2 separate regions of the Zea mays genome follow, and region 1 is linked to region 2. Evidence: chromatin contacts called from public Hi-C data. All regions are on one chromosome and are shown on one strand. The core of a region is the stretch at or near the end of the contact, and the rest is flanking DNA. Distances in the headings are between cores, read along the strand shown.

Region 1 (3,569 bases), core at 92-2,591, 92 kb after region 2:
TATATGGTTCCAAGTGAAAAATGAATGCTTCTAGTACTTAGTCAATTGTTTTAGGTACTAATTATATTTGTCTAAGTGTTAGGGACTATATGAAGTCGAGCCAAAAAGAGCAAAGAAATGTTGGCATGAAAAAGAAGCATTCGGTCTGCTCTGGGTAGCACCGGACAATCCGGTGATTGTCCGGCCGAACGGGTTGCTCTTGCGAAAAGCAGACTCCTTCGGCTATAATTCACCGGATGGTCCGTGCGGAGCGCCGGACAATCCAGTGTGTGAGCCGGCCAACGGCTACAAGACACGTGGTCGCTGCGCCCTGCTCCGCGCCGTTCTTTGTCCGCGCGGGTGGGCAAGCCAGCAGACGCGCCTGCTCCATTTCACCGAGCACCCAGCCACTCTCGCCTCCTTTTGCTCTCGTCTCACTCTCTCACACCCACTCTCGCCCTCGCTTTCTTCTTCCACCCCGACGCCGCGTCGCCATGGCCGATGCGAGCTAAGGTCGTGGCCGCGCTTTCCCTCGTCCACCACCGTCCAAACCGAACACCGCCCTTGCTTCGCCGCCGAGCCAAGAACCCGGAGCCCCTCGCTTGAGCTCGGAGAAGCTCCGAGCACCGTCGTCGACGTCGCAGTTCTTCGCTTCCCGCCGGCGCGCGTGGACCGAGCGTCTCCGTCCACAACCTGTCGAGCCGAGGACGCCGTCGAGTTCACCGTCGACTGCTGATACTCCCCGACCGTTGCCTCGTTCGCATCGTCGTCGGTAAGCCGTCGACCAAGCGCGCCTCATCTCCCTTCTCTCTCTCTGTTCTAAGGAAGACGATGGATGTAGTGCACAAATAGATCAAAGCCAAGGAGTTTTTTCGCAAACGGTCATAGACTCAGTGGAATAGTATCCAAGGACTGTAACACCCAAAATACCATTTTGGTGGTCTGGTAATACTCACCAATCAATCAAAGTAAAAAACAATAAATATAAAATATAATAACAAGACCATAAAACAAAGGTAAATATAATTGTTTTTGTTGAGTGATTTTTTTGTTTCACATTTGGGAGCATTAATCTAAACGAATAGAATCATAAATAAATACATCAAAACTTCTCTTTTCACCTCATGTGGGGTTTTCTTGTTTGTTTCATTCATATTTGAATTTGCTAATCGAAACCATATTTGAATTTGAAATTAGAAAGGAGATTGATAAAACCAGAAAAAATATAAAAGGAGAAACTTGCCCGATGCCTAAGCTTGGGCCAGAACCTATCCCGGCGGCCCACTCCATATCCCCTCTCTCGGCCTGGTTCCCTTCGAAGCAATCCACGCGACCCAGGGATCTCCCACAGCGCCGACTAGCGGGCCCCCTGCTAGTCTCACCCGTGCGCTCGCATACCCCCTGCAACCGCTGGCAATCGGGCCTGCTCGAACGGGTGCTTCGTGAGGCCTTGCTTTCGCCGCGCCGGGGGCCCATGGTGTCAGGGGCGTCCTCTACATCAGAACGCAATAGACTGGGCGCCGGATTTGGGTTGTTGCGTTGGCCGTGGATCTCGCCATTCATGCGGACTCCGCCTAGGAGGATCCTCATCCCTGCCCATTGCCTATCCTCGCCCCACGTGCATATAAGCAGACCCCCCCCCATTAGCCCTCCAAAACCAAAGCCGCGCACGGAGCCATGGTCGCCCTACCATTATCGCAAACACAGAGAAAGAAAAGAGCACCGTCGCCGTTGTAGCCAATCCCGCTCATCCACCGTCGCTTCAACCTCGGCATGGTGCATCGCCCGTGGGTACAGCACCCATCCATGGTCTCGCCGTGCTTGGATGGCATGAAGCGTGACCGGAATTTCTCGTCAGGGCAAGGAAATCACCGCCGATGCCGTGGACAGAGGCTTTGTGCCATGGATAGTCATTGAGAGGACCTCCCAGATGTTCGTCGGGCCGAGTAGAAGCTTTGGGTAACACCAATTTGGCGGGTATTGCTTCGGGGCTAAGCTGATTGCTCATCGAAAGCACACCGCTGCCTCCGATCGACACCCTAGCGTGGCCAGTACCTTCCCTATCGTCACCATTGGTGAGTTTCCCCTCCACATGGTCACCAACTCACCATCATCCCCACTCTGTGTAGCTTCTATTGGATAGGCAAATGACTCTCATGTGCGCAAACGGGTGTGGCTCCGGCGAGCCCGCCACCACCTTCGCTTGGACCTTCGCTTGGATCATGAACATCGATCCGGAATCGTGGGGCTTTCATTGTATACCGATTTGATGAGGGCTGCGACTAATCCGGGCCGCCGGATCATGATCAGGTGGCTGGGCAACAAACAGATCCTTTTCGGCTAGCCTATTTCACATACGAGCCCCTGTGCTTTGGTGAATTAAACCCGTGGTCTAGCCTTAGTCCAAAATTAATTGCGCAGAGGTCCTTTTCTTCGCAAATTCAACCCTGAGCTTTTATCTAATAGTGGTCGCGGTCCAAACACCTTTGGTTATGGATAAAATTAATTCGAAAATAATTTTTAATGCAAAAGTAATTCCAAAATCTTAGAAAAAGCATAACTAATTCTTTTTAGCTCCGATTCAATCCGTTCCAATTGCATTAGATTCATTATAATATTGTCCAAACAGTATAGTACTAATTTACATCATATTCTCCACTTTTATAATTGGATAATAATTTAACCTATGTTTAAATAGATTAATCATTTTTTATTAAAAACTAAGTATGATTTTTTAACTTGGTTTTGATTCAATAGTAACTTAGATTATGGTGGAACTATTTTCTAATAAATATCTCCCCATGGGAATCACATTAATTAACAAAGAATATGTATATTACCACTATTTAGCCTCACAAAACTTGGGAAATCATATATTTATAACCGTAACTCCGAATTTAGTGGTTCTCGAACCAGCGATCTCGTTACAACGCGTAGAATATTAATATGTAGTTTGTGCTTATGTTTGGTCTGATGTTAATTTTGCCTATATCATGTTTGTTTGTATTGCTACGAATAGCAGTGAGGTCACGAGAATTTGAAGATCATCCTGGTACCTAGAATCTCGAGTCCCAGGCAAGTTATGCCCTTGATCACTCCTTTTTAGCTAATAATGTCTGCTGTTAATCACTGTTACATGCTCAAGTTAATTTGATGGGACCTAATAGGTTTCCCTAGCATTGTTTATTCCCCACCTTGCAAACAGATGACCTATTGGGTAGATTTGCTATTGCTCTATCTGGTTTTGGGAAACTAATGTTTTATTATGATCATGTTCCAATTATGTTGTTTAATTATTGTTCATGATAAGATCATATTGTTAATTGGAACATGGAGCGACCACTCGGTAAAACAGTGTTACCACAAGGATGGTATGGGACTGTAACACCCTGAATTTGGGGGTATAAATTTTTTTTCTAATATCCACCAAATTCAGGTGTTACCCTCTTACTTTCCTTCTTTTCTACTCTTTTTCTAAATAGTGGAGAGTCATTTTGTTTCATATATGTGTAAGCCTAGTAAGAATAGAACCCTAAAAGAGTCCTTGATTATTGCATAACATGCCGAGACATTTTATTGTATGGTCAATT
Region 2 (3,481 bases), core at 868-3,367:
AAATCCTCGGGAAGATCGAAGATCCAATCTTCAAAGAAAAAGGGAAAATCATTGCATGCCCATATGTTAAAAATAGAATGGCAGTTTGTCAGTGATGAGACAATAGACAAATTCTATAGACATCCTAGTAGCCTTCATCAAAAGTGCATCATTGAAGTCGAATTGGCATCGGAAATGGACATGTCAACCCTTAACTCTATCCCTAGATTGCAGTCTGAGCAAAAATACGTGAGGAATCAACAACAAGTAGTTTTACATTCAAGCTGAATCAGTTTGATCAGATATACATCACCCAACTTATCTAGCGCACAAACTCCCCTTATCTAAACTTCTAGAGATAATCTAGGTGTTGTTGCTAACAAGCAACACAGTAGCATGCTCGTACTTGCACACCCACTCCGAGTCCATGCAGCCCTCGGGGCTTCAACCTCTCCAGCGTCGAGATCTACTCGTTGTAGTCTTCGCGCAACCCCACCCCGCGCGGATCCAGCCTCAATCACGCTGACTTCTTCAACATCGTCGGTGCCTGCAGAGGAGTTGCGGGTGATGAGAAGGGCGCCGCTGGACACACGTCCCAACCGCAGGCACATGCTCGTCTAGAGCTCTAGTGAGACCCGCGCCTCCATCTTCTTTCTATGCGAGGTAGGGTGGGGGTGGGAGGGGGCGAGATATGGAAATAGAAATCACTCACTCCTCGGACGGGCTATTCCATGTGGGGAAACGGAGTGGCAACAATTAAAGCGTGGAGGGTGGCGGCAGACGGGGCGAGCCGCTCGGTCATGGTGGTTTGTTAGGCGTGGAGGGTGACGGTGAATGCGGTTTTATAGCGTACAGAGAAGCCAGGGCGAATGGATGGATATGTGTTTCATTGTGATGACTGCAGATAGCGAGAGACAACGTGGTTGGGTCGTGGGAAGGGAGAGGACGGTAGGTTGAGAGAAGCAAAATACAAGAGGTTTTACATAAAAATATGACGAAAGACAACCGTCGAAACTGATGTTTTAATATAGTAAGGAAATTAGTTTCTACACACTTAGGTGATTTTTAAATTTAAGCTAGCGTTATTGAAAAGAGAAAAACATCTTTTTTTTTTGGACGGAGGAGCAGGGGCCGCAAAGCGTGCCACGCTGAAAAGTACTCCGAAGAACGCGGACACTAGCTAGTGTTGTACTACTTGCCGTAGTGCACACGGGATGGCCCTTGGCCGCCGCCGTGCAGTGCAACGGCACGGAACGCTCTGCAGTTTACGCGGCGCGCTGACGTGGCCTACGGTCCTCGCCCCCGAAATCGGGGACGCGCACGGACCCCGTCAGGCCGTCACTCGCTCGACTCGACCCAATCGAACCGGCCAATCCGAGGTGCGAACGCTCACCGCGAGCGACCCCGCGCCGCCTATCGCCGGGGGCGGCTCAGACTGTCCGCAGCGCATGACTCTACCCCTCCCCTTGCGCGTGGATGGCGGCTACAGGTAACCGCTACCAGCTGCAGCGCCCTCCCCTAAATGGCCCTCTAGTCGGCGGCCCTCTTCTCTCTCTCCCTCAATTTAGGGCCTGATTGGTTGCCCGCATATAGGCCAACCAGGCTCACGGTATGCGGTCGTAGTGTATTTGGTTGTAGGTTGCATCCACGTAACCAGGCGCGTGCTACTTTGCCGCTTGTTTGGTTTGCCGCATATGCATCAGCGCCTGTGTCTCGCGATGCAAAAAAGGAGCTCGGGCCAGGCTCTGGAGATGCGACCAAAATCTGCGCATCTGTGGAGCCAGGCTCACGCGATGCACAGCCAGGCTGCCGCGGACCTGGCTCGCTCGGCCATGCTGCCTAGATACGGCAACCAATCAGGCCCTTAGCGTTTCACTGTTCACTCCCTACAACACTGTACTGTGGGTCCACGAGTAATTGTTAGTAGATAAAAAATTGATAGTTGGTATAGAAAATGATATTTTATAGTGGTAGTGGGGTATAGGGGGAGTATTTAGGGGGAACCGCTGCGGGAGATTAAAAAATAGGGAGGAAAATAGAGGGAAAAAGTGATATAGGAGGAAAAATTTAGGGGTAACGGTTGCGGATAGTCTCACGGCTACCGGCTGCTGCCACCCGCGCCCGTCTCTCTTCCACCTCGTTCGCCTGGCTATAAATACCCGCATCCCGTTGCTCTCGCGGCCCCTCCATCCCTCCCGACGGCATCCCCTTCCCCTGCCACTCGCCTCCGCTCCGCGCAGGTAACGACGAGGCTCATCGCTCACTCGCCCGTGAATTCCTGATTAGAACCTTCGTTTCAGCACCGCTCGCTCGCTGGCTCGCCCGTGTACCGAACCCGTGATCTCACGCCGTCCTTTTTGGCATGCCGTTGGGTTTGTTCAGTACTTCAATTTGGGCGGGTGGCTTGCGCTGAGATGCCGGCGGGATTCTGTGGGTGATTTAGGCGACAGCGACCTGCGTTGATGCGTTGAGTAGTGTCGAGCTCGAGGCCACCGTATCGGATGGATTCGTCCGCCCTCGAGAGTTTCAGTGCCTCTGCGATGATTTCTGCGCGGATCGTCTCATACCGTGGGGCGTGGTCCCGGCGAAGGGGCGGCAGGCTGCTTTGTTGGGAAACACCAGCTAACCAAGCCTGTTCCCGTTGGGTCTGGGTTAGACTTGGTAGGGAGATCCCATCCCCACCCCCTGTTGCGAGACATTGCTCCAGACTTTAGTTTGAGCGAGATATTTGCCTGTTGTCCCAGAGCTGAAACCCGATGTGAAATTTGTTTCGCCTGTGTCCTTAATTTCACCTTCAGCCGAAGGCTACGTTTGTTTTGGTAGGATGCTGTTTACTGTTGCGAGAGATCCCTGACTGTCACTCCCAAGTGCCAATTTGATTGAATTTGAGGTAGGGTGTCTCCGGATGGGGTCTATGGTTATGTGGGTGCTATAGCTTGAACCCAGTTAGATCTGGCCTGAACTTCAGCTTGAACCATCAAGGTTGTATGTTTTTCATCAGTAGTTCTAGCCTTCACTGTTACACAAATTGCTTTTGGTGGTTTCCAGATTATAGGTTTTAATATGGTTGCACGATACCTTTATGCTGACTCATCTACTGTCAGCTGCATGTGCATCACAAGTTGATGCAAAGAAAAAAAATCAAGGGTAATCGATCACATGATTGGTTGAGAAGTTGTCATTCAGTAAGACAAAATGGACTTTGATAATTTGTTGCCATCTTTTGCACTAAGAGATTGTGACAAACAAATCAAGTTGCGGTTGCCAAAGTTTATTTGCGGTTCTCTGTAATTGCTTCTCTATTCAAGAGGACAAGATAACAAGGCTGTGGCTGTGCTTTGTTTTGGTCAGTAATGATATCTAAGTGCTCTATTGCTATAGATACAGATGGTGCTTTTGGTCTTGGTCATTGTCATGTGGAGTAGCGTGCACAGATGTGATTCTCTCAAGATTGCTTGTGCTCATATTGTCGTGGGACTATTGGTAGCTTTTGTGTTGGACG

Evidence for each region. A called contact is a pair of places that touch in the nucleus more often than the background predicts.
Region 1: a contact with region 2 is called in a Hi-C map of endosperm, with 2.1 times the contacts expected there. The contact joins the enhancer-like site here to the promoter of LOC100501338 in region 2. A contact is called at or near these places in 4 of 25 Hi-C or Micro-C datasets (ear, endosperm and leaf).

What each region holds. Positions count from the first base shown.
Region 1 is chr6:73,212,125-73,215,693 of Zm-B73-REFERENCE-NAM-5.0, forward strand. No RefSeq gene overlaps it. Among protein-coding and RNA genes, the nearest start is that of LOC103629422, 11 kb to the left of the region's middle. Within about 2 kb of position 1,342, at least 18 of the 20 cell types and tissues checked have an H3K27ac peak or open chromatin away from gene starts, as enhancers often do. A contact at or near this core is called in ear, endosperm and leaf, where this site is marked.
Region 2 is chr6:73,118,867-73,122,347 of Zm-B73-REFERENCE-NAM-5.0, forward strand. LOC100501338 reads left to right here and starts at 2,118. Exons shown (of 11, transcript NM_001362598.1): 1 at 2,118-2,219.